2 separate regions of the Hordeum vulgare genome follow, and region 2 is linked to region 1. Evidence: chromatin contacts called from public Hi-C data. All regions are on one chromosome and are shown on one strand. The core of a region is the stretch at or near the end of the contact, and the rest is flanking DNA. Distances in the headings are between cores, read along the strand shown. Region 1 holds the start of LOC123426934 (vacuolar iron transporter 1-like). Region 2 holds the start of LOC123430387.

Evidence for each region. Hi-C and Micro-C count contacts between places; a contact is called where the count stands out from the background.
Region 2: a contact with region 1 is called in a Hi-C map of leaf, with 6 times the contacts expected there. The contact joins the promoter of LOC123430387 here to the promoter of LOC123426934 in region 1. A contact is called at or near these places in 3 of 6 Hi-C or Micro-C datasets (leaf and seedling) and 1 of 1 datasets of contacts at active chromatin or transcription factors (embryo).

The regions. Positions count from the first base shown.
Region 1 is chr2H:514,607,481-514,613,828 of MorexV3_pseudomolecules_assembly, reverse strand. LOC123426934 (vacuolar iron transporter 1-like) reads left to right here and starts at 2,888. Exons shown (of 3, transcript XM_045110854.1): 1 at 2,888-3,719; 2 at 3,824-3,938; 3 at 4,139-4,539. The coding sequence starts at 3,452. The coding sequence ends at 4,439. LOC123426933 (anthranilate synthase beta subunit 1, chloroplastic-like) reads left to right here. Exons shown (of 8, transcript XM_045110852.1): 3 at 255-325; 4 at 441-478; 5 at 549-659; 6 at 745-844; 7 at 1,228-1,363; 8 at 1,457-1,821. The coding sequence ends at 1,567. LOC123430386 (putative pentatricopeptide repeat-containing protein At1g09680) reads right to left here. Exons shown (of 1, transcript XM_045114252.1): 1 at 5,151-6,348. The coding sequence ends at 5,405.
Region 2 is chr2H:514,741,510-514,747,857 of MorexV3_pseudomolecules_assembly, reverse strand. It overlaps LOC123430387, which reads right to left and starts at 3,281. Exons shown (of 4, transcript XM_045114254.1): 1 at 3,040-3,281; 2 at 1,496-1,820; 3 at 1,348-1,420; 4 at 492-1,268. The coding sequence starts at 1,804. The coding sequence ends at 682.

The sequences.
Region 1 (6,348 bases), core at 1,639-4,138:
AAGTACAAAGTTGGATCCTGTAAAATTTGTTCACAAAGACTTTCCGTTTAAAAATGTGACCTTTTAAGAAGCATTCCTTGTCTGCAAAATCCAAATTGGAATCAAGAATACATGGTTTGGTTAGGTTCTATGTCTGTTTCAGATGCACGTACTTATGAGATGGTTAAATCTATTCTTTTGCACCTTTATTTTAATATGACATGAACACATGCTATGAGAAAACACGTCTTGCTGAAATTGAGTGTTTGATGCAGTATATGGGGGAGCTTGGGTTAAATTTTGAGGTGTACCGTAATGATGAACTTACCATAGAGGAGGTAAAGAGGTATAGTTCTCTGAGCACCTCCTCAATTGTAATTTAGTTTCGTTCTGGTCCAACTAAAGGGGCTATACCATATTACAACTTTGCTGATGATGTTCCTTTCTTTAATCTCATGTAGGATGAACCCACGAGGAATACTTATTTCTCCAGGGCCTGGTTAGTTTCTCTTACCAAATCTCATAACAGGTTAAAGTTTCTTACCTTAACATTCATATTTCCTCTTTAGGTGAACCGCAAGATTCAGGTATATCATTGCAGACTGTCCTGGAACTCGGGCCAACTATCCCAATATTCGGAGTTTGCATGGGTCTGCAGTGCATTGGGGAGGCTTTTGGAGGTTAGATTTATCCCTATGGACACATGGTTTTCCATTATCTGTTCTTCAGTCTTGCTGATGTTTTTTCTTTTATATGAATATACAGGGAAGATTATCCGCGTTCCTTCTGGTGTAATGCATGGAAAAAGCTCTCCAGTTTACTATGATGAAGTTCTAGGAAAGTCCATATTCGAGGGCTTGTCAAAGTATGATTTTTCAACCATTTAGTAAACAATGGATTGTTCAGTTCTAGCTTAAATTACATAACAGTCAGCTGACACTGCTATCACAAACATTGAACTGAACACATCTTGTGACTGCTTCTGTTTTTATGATAGCCAGGAATGCTTTTGAGCTCTATTTTACCTGTTTAGTGCACTTTGGTTTATCTTGAGAAATTTTGTAACGTATGCCATGCAATGGGGAGTTGAATTTTCAACATATTCAGTTAGTAATGATGATAGTATGCTAGAATGGAGGTAGCTTTTTTTGTCAACCACGGAGAATGTTTGTGTTTGTTTCCTTGTTCAGCCTGGCACTTCTCCAAATTGAGCTTCTGATTTGACATGATCCTCACTTGGACGAACAGCCCTTTTACCGCCGCAAGATATCATAGCTTGGTCATTGAGGAGGAAAGCTTCCCACATGATGAGCTGGAAGTTACGGCATGGACTGAAGATGGACTTGTCATGGCTGCTCGCCATAAGAAGTACACACATATCCAGGTATTCCTCAACCCCACACATTATGTGTCGCTTAGGCACAATTCTCCTGCCGGTCTCGTGAGACTGCTAACTGATATGGTGTAATTTTTCCAGGGGGTCCAGTTCCACCCAGAGAGTATTATCACACCTGAAGGCAAGAGGATCATCCTCAACTTTGCGAGATACGTCGAGGAGTTCGAGAAGCAGACCTCCCAGGGGAAGTAGTGGATTCAATTCAGGAAGCAGAGCAGTTAGAGGAAGTAGAGGCTATTGTTGAGAGATCAGGCAGGTAGGAAAGGGCCTAAAAGCAAAGCAGATTCAGAGGAAAGGAATAAGGGCAAAGAGCTTTCCGTTGCCATACGTTTGGTTCATTGTAGTATAATCATTGTGGATCGAGATCCCGTATGAACTTCATTCGGTCAAAATTATGTGGGTCGTGGTGCTCTTTCTCAAGTAATAAATGGGTAAATCGATGGAAACTGAAGCTGTTGGCAATTCGTACTGGTTCCAGGCCCAGGCCTTCTGGCACAGTGCTTCAGAATTCAGAGTGCTCAGAGTGTTGGCTATTTGTTCTCTGTTCCGGTTTATGCCTTTCCCAACTCCTTTATTTTTTGTTTTTGAGAAATGAGAAAAGCATCTCCCAACTCCTAGCTGAATGTTCGGCCCATTAGGCCTTGTACAATGCTAGGTGCTTAGGGATGCTTAGAAAAATAAATCAGATTTTTTTTAAGCATCAGTGTCTATTTCTTCAAAAGAAACGTCTAATTAAACTTTTATTCTTTACAAATGAACATCAATGCTTACAAGAAACTACTACCTCCGTCCGGAAATACTTGTCTTATAGATGAATGTATCTAGATTTATTTTGATTATAAATACATCCATCATATTCATTTTTAGAACAAGTATTTTCGGATGGAGGGAGTAGTTTATTTCTCTAAGCATCTTCTGTAAACGTCTTGCATTGTACGAGACCTTACTAATCCTGTGAGCGAAGGTCCAGTACGATGTAGAAGAGCCCCACCACGGGTACTGGGCCGTCGCAGCTGTGCCGACTAAAACCACCTACCCTTTTTTCCCAGAAAAACAAGAGTAAAATCACCGCCTCTATAAATAGCGATTCAGATAGGACGAGAAGGGAGTCCAACGCACCATACCTCCAGCCCCCGTTCCCTTCCACCTGTCCGCCTCCCTCTCGCTTGTCGGCTCGATTCTGTCTGTTGCCCTCGCGAGCGAGGGCGGCGGCGGCGATGGACGGCCACGGCGACGGCCGGCAGCCCATGCTGGGGAAGGGCCCGCCGAGCCACCGGGAGCGGCACTTCACGGCCGGGGAGGTGGTGCGCGACGTCATCATGGGCGTCTCCGACGGCCTCACCGTGCCCTTCGCCCTCGCCGCCGGCCTCTCCGGCGCCAGCGCGCCTTCGTCGCTCGTCCTCACCGCCGGCCTCGCCGAGGTCGCCGCCGGGGCGATCTCCATGGGCCTCGGAGGGTAACTTCCGATCCCTCCTGTCATCTGCTTTGCTTCTCAATCACGCGCCGCTCATCTAGTAGCGAGGTAACCGAGGTTACAATACAATACAGATACATATTGTTTTGTCAACACTCGTGCCTGACTTCACGGAATGGTTCTTGCCTGTTTGCAATGCTCCCGCTGTTAGGATTGTGTCCGACTGTATTACTTCTTATAGTGAATCTGCAGTCGTATTTCTGCATATCTGAGCTAGTATTTTTAATGTCATGAAGCTAGATCCAAGTCAGCCATGGCTACATATATTCACCACGGCACATGTTTACGTGCTAAATTTTACTCCCTCCATCCCACAATATAAGAGCGTTTTTTAAACTAGCGTAGTGTCAAAAACGTTCTTATATTATGGAAAGGAGGGAGCACTTTGTTATCTCGTGAACGCCTGCTCATTCTTCTGCAGATTGCATTGCACACACAAGGACGTCGCTGTCTAACCGTCTGTTCTTCACTTTTAGTCTCAACTGCAACTTGTAAATTACCCTCATGTCGACCCAAGAAATTGTTGGGGGGAAAGTTAGCCCGTGAGATGGACAAGTGCGCGGACATGTGGCCCTCTTCGACGTGCTATTTCAGCACACTTTATGTTAACATCACGACTTTTTCAATTCAGAAAGTGCCCACAAATGGTAGTGGGTTGGAGAATAATTACTTGTCCCTATATAAACTGTGGAAAAAGACTAGATCACATTGTTTACAATTCAAAAAGGCGCCCACGAATGCATGATTGTCAATTTTCTGATCCGCCACTGTGCCATGTGGGTAGGTACCTGGCTGCCCAAAGCGAGGCAGATCACTACAAGCGGGAGATGAAGAGAGAGCAGGAGGAGATCATTGCCGTCCCAGACACCGGTAGATGGACATAACTGGATAGCAAGTTCCCAGATTCCCCCAGTGTGTATGTAACTTGCAGCCTAACCACCGTTGGTATTTTGACTTTTTTAATGATCATTCAGAGGCTGCTGAGATTGGGGATATCATGGCGGAGTATGGGCTCGAACCGCATGAGTATGGCCCCGTTGTGGAGGGCCTCCGGAGGAACCCGCAGGCCTGGCTCGAGTTCATGATGAGGTATATGACAATCAGCTACTTACACTGAATTGTTTCTATTGTACCATACTGAAAATGTAGATACTGCCATAGTTTTCAAGTAAACAAAGGAGCCGTAACAGTCAAAGGAAAAACATACCGGATGAACCGTAACAGTTTTTTGTAAAAAAAATACAGTGATAGGCATGATTTTGCTTTACTAACCGGAGAAATGTGTTCAGGTTCGAGCTGGGATTGGAGAAGCCGGACCCTAGAAGAGCTCTGCAGAGTGCTTTAACAATAGCACTATCTTATATCATCGGTGGATTGGTCCCTCTCCTGCCCTACATGTTCATCTCCACGGTCCAGGACGCCATGCTCACATCAGTTGGAGTCACGCTGCTCGCTCTCCTTTTCTTTGGCTACATCAAGGGTCGGTTTACTGGGAACCGCCCATTCCTTAGCGCTGTCCAGACTACCATTATTGGTGCTGTTGCTTCTGCTGCGGCGTACGGGATGGCGAAGGCTGTGCAAGCTAGATAGTCTTATGGGGTGCACTCAGTATCCAAACTTTTCACTAGACTGCAATGTATTCAGAACAGATGTGATTTTGCTTCTTTGAACAATGCATTATATTACATTACAATCAGTTGCAGAAGAAGCTAGTCTGCTCCTCCTTTATCTAAAACAAAAACTCTTACCTTACACGTAGTCATGAATAATTGTTGGGAGGATAAAATACTTGCATGCTAGCTCTATGTAAGCTGAACTGAGATGTCAAGTAAGTGAAATTAGTGCACAAAGTCTATCCTGAGTGAGACCAACATAACTTATCAAGCACACGTTTTGTTGTAGACTGGGACTCTATGGGTAAACTTATCAAAGTTACTGTTCTACCACAACTAGTTTTAAATAGAAGAAGCATGAGCTAGAACAGAATAATACTCCCTCCGTTTCTAAATATAAGTCTTTTTACATATTTTATTAGAGGATTACATACGGAGCAAAATGATTGAATCTACACTTTAATGTATGTCTATATGTTGTTTTTTAGTAGAAACTCTTAAAGACTTATATTTAGGAACGGAGGAAGTAGAATATACCTTACGATGATTTCAACTGTCAGCCCAACCTGAGAGAGCAGTGTTGCCTGAGCAAGGAGAATCATCTGAACCCTATAAGCAGCCAATACATCATTGGTATACAGGTAGACCAATTGCTAAAGAAAATGCTCAAGGCGTCTCAGAATTCAAGTTTCAAGTGAACATCTGTCACCATCTTATTTATTTACTAATAAGAGAAGCAAAATTACAGAACCAAAAGACCATGTACCATGTAGGCTTTCCCCATGCTACGCTGTGAAGTATGTATCCCTCGTCGAGGAGTGGAGTAGCAATATTCGTCTGCCTAAACTTGCAGAGCCTAATCATATTGCATCCTCCCATCTCGGAGACCAATGGTTCTTCACTGGTGAGGAAGTACTCAAAAGATGCCTTTACGCAGAAATCTTATCTATCGTGGTAGCTCTTGGCTGGCTTCTTCTTGACAAGTTCGCTGATCAGCGAAGTATAAACGCCAAAATCTGGCACCATTCCTTTTGCACTTTTCAGCTCTTCAGAATCAGTAACTTTTCCATGCTTGCACTGCCCATCCAAGAGTATGTTGTATGTGATATCATCAGGGGTGACCCCTATATTGAGCATTGCATGCAGAAGCATGTCGGCATTCTTGAGCTGCCCCAGCTTGCAGAGGCCACTGATAATCACATTATATGTCACAACTCCTGGTTTTCGACCCTTGTTCTGCATCTCCTTCAGTAGTTTAAAGCCTGTCTTTACGTCGCCTTTCCTACAGAAGGCGTCAATCACCATCGTGTAGGTCGTGTTGTCGGGCTCCAAACCAGCTTTCATCATCTCAACAAGGACCCTCTGGGCATTGACAGGCCGTCCTGCCTTGCTCAGCCCGGAGATGAGTGCTGTATATGTTACCTCATCCAACGCAACCTCCTCGTCTGCCATTTTCTGCTTAATATCCATCGCCGTGTCTAGCTTGCCGTCCTTGCAGCAACCATCAATGAGGGTGGTGTAAGTCACCTTATCTGGCTTCAGACCTATGCTCCTCATCTCTTCCACGATGCATTCGGCAGCCTTAAAATTTCTTGCCCGACAAAGCCCATTCACCAGTGCATTGTATGCCACCAAATCTGGCATGACACCCCTTGCCCTCATGTCCTGGTACAAGTCCATTCCAGCCTTCACATCCCCATCCTTACAATGTGCATCTATCAATGTTGTGAACACGATGGCATTGGGTTTCACGCCTCTTTCGCGCATTTCATCGAACATCTTTGTTGCATCTTCCATCCTCCCTGAACTGGACAAACCCTTTATCAGAGCGCTGTAGGTGTAGACATCAGGTGTGACACCCATCTGGATCATTCCCTTGTACAGGC
Region 2 (6,348 bases), core at 2,032-4,531, 130 kb before region 1:
TAAGCTTTGCATCACTAATTACTGAAGAACGAAATGGTTGGCCTCTGGTTGTACTTCCAAGTAATACAGAGCAGTTTCACACCACCTGGATTCAAAAAATTATCTCAAAAGAAGAACAAAAAGAAGCAAAATAACACTACTCCCTACATTCATTTGCGCGACAAGTAGTACAGATCGGAGGGAGTAGTGATTTGATCTCCGAACCGAAAATCAACAGAGGTGGGAAAAGTGAGGCGTCAATTTCATAATGTCAATGTAGGCTTCGACGTGGACCATGCTCAAAATCACAGCAAAAGGCTACAAGGGTAACGGAAGCATCATTTGCTAAATCAAAGATTTTTCCCGGTGGTGTTTTGGGCGTTTTGGTAGAACGCGACTCCGAAACAACACTAGCTAATAGCCAAGCAAAAACAGATCAAACATCAAAAGTGATAAACATCAATCAAAAGTAATCACGAACCATGAAGAATGGATTGCACGAGTACACATGATGAGTCACCAAAATAATTATTATAGGCCGCAGAAAGTATGCTATAGTACACATAATGAGTCACCAAAGTACTTCTAGGCACTGAAAGTATGCTACTCCTACAACCTACTCCGTAGCAAGGACTCCAGGGTGTGGAAATTCACATTTCACCGGAGACAAGACACCGCGACGAGACTCGATACAACAGCTGATCAACAGAGTAACCTGTTGACTTCCCTCTTCAGCCACAGAGCGCGAAGCCTGGGCTCATACGAGAGAAAGATCTCCCGGTTCACCGTGTCCTTGAAAACATCAGCAGCTAGAACCCTGACTTGATCAGACACATCCGTCATAGAATGCAGAGCCTTGATACACCTTGAAATCGAGAACTGCTCGCCGTCCTTTTTGGTTTGTTCCTTCATGCGAGCCTGTTTCATTCTGAAGTCTAGATAAGCCTCCATGGTCTGTTGGATGTCGGACGCCTTGCGCTTCTTGGGCTTGTCCTTTTGTGGTTCTATGCAGGAGCTTGACTGCGCGGGTTCATCGGCTCTTTGTTGCGGCTTTGGGTCTGCCCCAGGCTGTGGTCTTTCCAATGCCTCTTCATCGTGATTTTGCAGCAGATCGACATCTTCCAGACCTTGTGATCCTAGCTCCAGAGTTCTTTGCAGTGTGCTGATGTTGTTCTCACCCTCATCAATGCTTCCAGGAACCAGTGCAGAAAGTCTTCTAGACATAATCTGCAGTGTGCTGGTGTTGTTGTCTTCCTCGTCAATAGACCCGACCCCCTCAGGAATATCCCCTATCATAGTAGCAGATTGGTTAAGTGGTGTTCCCTTTCAACAATGCTTCTGAACCAATTAGAAAGGGAAGGGAATTACTTTCAAGTAACATCTCCAGCGATTGAAGCAATGGAAAACTCTTACTTTGGTACTTCCGCGCTTTTGGTGACTCCTAGTAAATTAAAACAAAAAATTAAATATTATGTGGTCATATAAATAATCACTCGAGTAGGAGTTAGAATCTCACGTCGATTATCTCATCCCAGATTTCATCTGTTGTTCTGATCATAGAAGCATTCTGGTCCCATGAAACACCATCACGCTGAAGGATGGATTTTATCAATTTATAGTCTTTCTTCAGCTGAGTCTCATGTTCCTGAATTTGAACTTTAGTAAACCCTGCATCTGGGTGCCTATCATTAAATTCCTTAACAATTTTCTTCCATCCCTCACTTCTCCATCCGTTTGGAGTCCTATAATGTGAATTATTGTTCTCATGTAGTATATCAATAAGCCCCTTTTCAAACTTCATCACCCACCTTGCTCTGTTTGCCATTTAACCTTGGAACAAGCTACAAAGCACAAACGGTACTGTTCAGATAACGGCAGTCAAAGGCAAATAAATCAATCAATCAAGTAGCCACTAGTACAGTTGATTTTAACAAAAAAAAGTGAGTCAGCATTACTTAATCCATGGACATACATTGGATAGTTGGGTCAGCCGGTACTCCTATCTTTCTTGTGATCACTATTACTATATGTAATGCATTAGATACAAGGACAGGTAGCATTTACATCTGAATCCAACAATATCCCGCAATGATGAAAGGAAAACGGTATTAGTAGCATTGATATTTCAATCCAGCAATTTTAGCTTGTTATACACTTGATACGAGAAAGGCTCTTCCTACAAATAACGCCACCCAACCATTCAAAGCAACATGAGCTCTCAAAGCAAAACATTATCCTAAAGCATAGTTCAAAATGTCAAAACAACAACAGCACGTTTGGCAATATTTGGGAAGGGGAATGGGAGCTTAGTATAGGGAGTTATATTGAGATTAGACATGCGATGAGTCGTTTATTCTCAATCCCCTGTTTGGCGCAGGATAGGAATTCTGTGTGAGAATTGAAGGAGAATTTGCATTCCCTTGTTTGGTTCATGGAAATTGGCTATGGACTAGACCACGGGAGTGAACATAAGTTACGATGAAGGGTTAAGATTGACTCACTAAAACAATTCCCTCCCAACTCCCACTCCCTCCCCTGTTAATAAAATGGTGGGAGTTGTAGTCTCAAGTCCCATGCCTATTCCTTTATAAATTCTCAACCCCCCTAACCAAACAAAAGATTTGAAGTCTCATACCCCTTTAATTCTCATTCCCTGACTGTTATTACCCCCAACCAAACACGCTGCAAAAGCATTATCCTCTTCTTGCCTCTGGGGCAGGAACATGGAATTTCAGAAACAAATAGAGCGGACTAGCATCTGCAACAATGCATGTGATAAATTGACTCCTAGGAGAGCAACCGAAACAGGGGTGGAATGCTGAACCCCGTACATTTTCTTCTTCTTAATAGAATGAATTGCCATCAGATAATTCAACTTGAATGGTAACAACACCAAAATAGATGTAGATGCACCCGCACCTTGGACAATCCTATCAATGGGATGGAGTTCACTAAGATCGATCTTGAGCAAGAAATATCTAGCTGGGATTCGGTTTTTCACAGGGAACAAATTCCCGGAGAAAAACGAACAGCGATCCGAGCAAGCTAGGGTTTCCTTACCAGCCAACCAAAGGAGCCGCGTCGAGTGGGCCTTCCTCTCCACACCGACCCAGTCGGAGGGAAGAGGACGCCTGCTCGCCTGGTAAGCGTGCTTCGGTCGAGATCTATGGCGGGTTCGACCGGCGGCGCGGCCGGAGGAAGCCGGCGGCGTCGGAGCTAAGGGAAGAGGAATATTTTCCTCTTCCTTGGTAGGCTAGCTAAGTTTGGGGGTTTTGCGGAGGATGGGAATGGAAAATGTTTGGTTGGATTATCTGTTCATTCATTGTTTGGATGGTGGTGGATTGGGAGGCACCGAGAGGGTATTGGGTTGGGCTGGGTTGGGTTGAGATAAACAGCTTTGCAAGTCGTGCCGTTCTAAACCAGGGGGATTGGAATTTGGGAGACAGAGAGGGTAGATGATTTCCTGTGAGCAATGGTTTTTAATATTTGGAATTTTGAGACCATTTGAAATATGTCTAATGGTTTTTAAGAGTAGAAATGAGAGGAGATAATATGACTTCTTCATAATATTATTGGGAAATATGTATATGTTTCACATTTTTCAGGAATTTATAAAACCCTACCACGTTTCTCTAGATCTCGTTACTGCCTCGGGTGCCGATCCGCCACCAGATGGTCGTGGTCCCTCCCGTTCCTCCATGTGATGACCAATGTCGTCGAGGAGCTCACCCTTTGTCCATGCGAGCAAAGTGGGCGATGGTGCGGACGACCCCCTCCAGTTTGGGCCTCTGCTGGGTGGGGCTCGATTTGGATATTGATGGTTGTCGCTGCAGTTGGTGGTCGGTGGCTGGCGGGGTGGGGTTAGCCATTGTAGGTGGGCGTGAGGCAAGGAGTCATCCAAGGAGGGGAAGGAGTGGCCTTTTTCGTCCTCTACTGTGATGGTCCATGGTCGTAGGCGTGATACGTGGCCGGCCTCGGGGCCAAGAATGTCAGGGTGGTGGTTCCAAATTGCGGGGCTACACGGTTTGGTTCTTCAACAAGTAGGATGGTGCTTGGTGTTGGTGGTGTGCTTGGGTATGCGGGTGGCGATGTGCGTTGTGGTCAGTTATCTTGGCAAAGTTGTCGCCGTTGGTGGTGGCCAAGCCCTAATTTGGACATGATGTCCCCCGTTCCATCATGGTGAGGACCTCGTTGTGGAGGGCTAGTGGTGTGCTCACATGGCACGATGGAGATGAGTTCGAGCGAAAGCTTTGCGCATCAGCGCCGACAACGACAATGCATGTGGGTGGTGTGATCCTCTTGGGGCGCCACCTTGGTCCCTACCTCTGAGGGTGAAAAACTGTGCCATGTAATTACCCACAAGTATAGGGGATCGTTTGTAGCCTTTTTTGATAATTAAGAGTCAAACCCAACGAGGAGCTAAAGGTAGAGTTAATGTTCTCTCAAGTTCCATCGACCACTCGTACAACTCTACGCATGCTAATGCTTACTTTACCTAGAACAAGTATGAAACTACTTTGCGGGAAGGAAACTAGAAGTACTTAGTGGGTGTGATAGAAAGGTTTGCAAGGTAATAAAGAACAAGTAAATAAAAGTTAGGGGTTGTTTCGATAAAGATTAGTTAAGTTAGTTATTTAGTAGAAACTTTTTTGTAACGCAAGAGAAAGATTGTTCATAGAAATTGAATATAACACGATAGATACCGCTACCTCTTGAGCTTGCGTTGGTTTTTTCCTTGAAGAGGAAAGGGTGATGCATCACAGTAGCACTAAGTATTTCCCTCAGTTTGAGAACCAATGTATCAATCCAGTAGGAGAATCAAGCCAAGTGTCCAGAGTACCTGCGCAAACACAAACGAGCTTGCACCCAACGCTATAAAGGGGCTGTCAATCCTTCAAGATTGATTGCAAAGTGAGATCTGAAGGCGGAAAGTGCAACGAAGTAAAAGTGTAAGGCTGAAAATATGATGTGAAGTAGACCCGGGGGCCATAGTGTTCACTAGAGGCTTCTCTCAGAATAGCAAATATTACGGTGGGTGAACAAATTATTGTCGAGCAATTGATAGAACCGCGCAAAGTCATGACGATATCTAAGGCAATGATCATACATATAGGCATCACGTCCGAGACAAGTAGACCGATACTTTCTGCATCTACTACTATTACTCCACACATTGACCGCTATCCATCATGCATCTAGTGTATTGAGTTCATGACGAACAGAGTAACGCCTTAAGCAAGATGGCATGATGTAGAGGGATAGACTCAAATCAATGATGTAAACCCCATCTTTTTACCCTTGATGGCAACAACACGATGCGTGCCTCGCTACCCCTTCTGTCATTGGGTGAGGTCACCGCACGGTATGAACCCAAAACCAAGCACTTCTCTCATTGCAAGAATCATAGATCAAGTTGGCCAAACAAAACCCACAACTCAAAGAGAATTACAAGGATATGCAATCATGCATATAAGAGATCAGAAGAAACTCAAATAAGATTCATAGATAATCTGACCATAAATCCACAATTCATCAGATCTTGACAAACACACCGCAAAAGAATATTACATCGGATAGATCTCCATGAAGATCATGGAGAACTTTGTATTGAAGATCCAAGAGAGAGAAGAAGCCATCTAGCTACTAGTTATGGACCCGAAGGTCTATGGTGAACTACTTACGCATCATCAGAGAGGCAATGGTGTTGATGAAGAAGCCCTCCGTATCCGAATCCCCCCTCCGGTAGGGCACCAAAACGTGCCCAGATGGGATCTTGCGGAGACAGAAGCTTGCGGCGGCGGAAAAGTATTTTCGTGGATCTCTCGCGTAGTTTTGGATTTTTCGGGAATTTATAGGCGGAAGAGGTAGGGCAGACGAGCCACACGGGGTCCACAAGCCTGCTAGGCGGGCCCCCCTGGCCGCGCCTAGGGGGCTTGTGGCCTCCCCTGGTGGCCTCTGCCTTGGTTCTCACGCCCCCTGCGTATCTTCCGTTCCGGAAAAAATCTTTTCGGAAGTTTTATTCCGTTTGGACTCCGTTTAATATTCTACTCCGAAAAATATATAAAAGGCTTACAAAACATTCAAAGTTTGACAAGATAATAGCATGGAACCATCAAAAATTATAGATACGTTGGAGACGTATCAGATACTTATCATATGCATTGAGGGAGAGGCATACACTAACACACTTCCCGTACTTGGATCATATGCACCTATGATTGGAATTCTAGCAAGCATCCGCAACTACTAAAGATCATTAAGGTAAACCCCAACCATAGCATTAAACATCAAGTCCCCTTTACTCCCATACATAAAGAATCCCCGTACTCGGGTGTAAGCTTATGTCACTCTAGCCACCCACTATAAGTG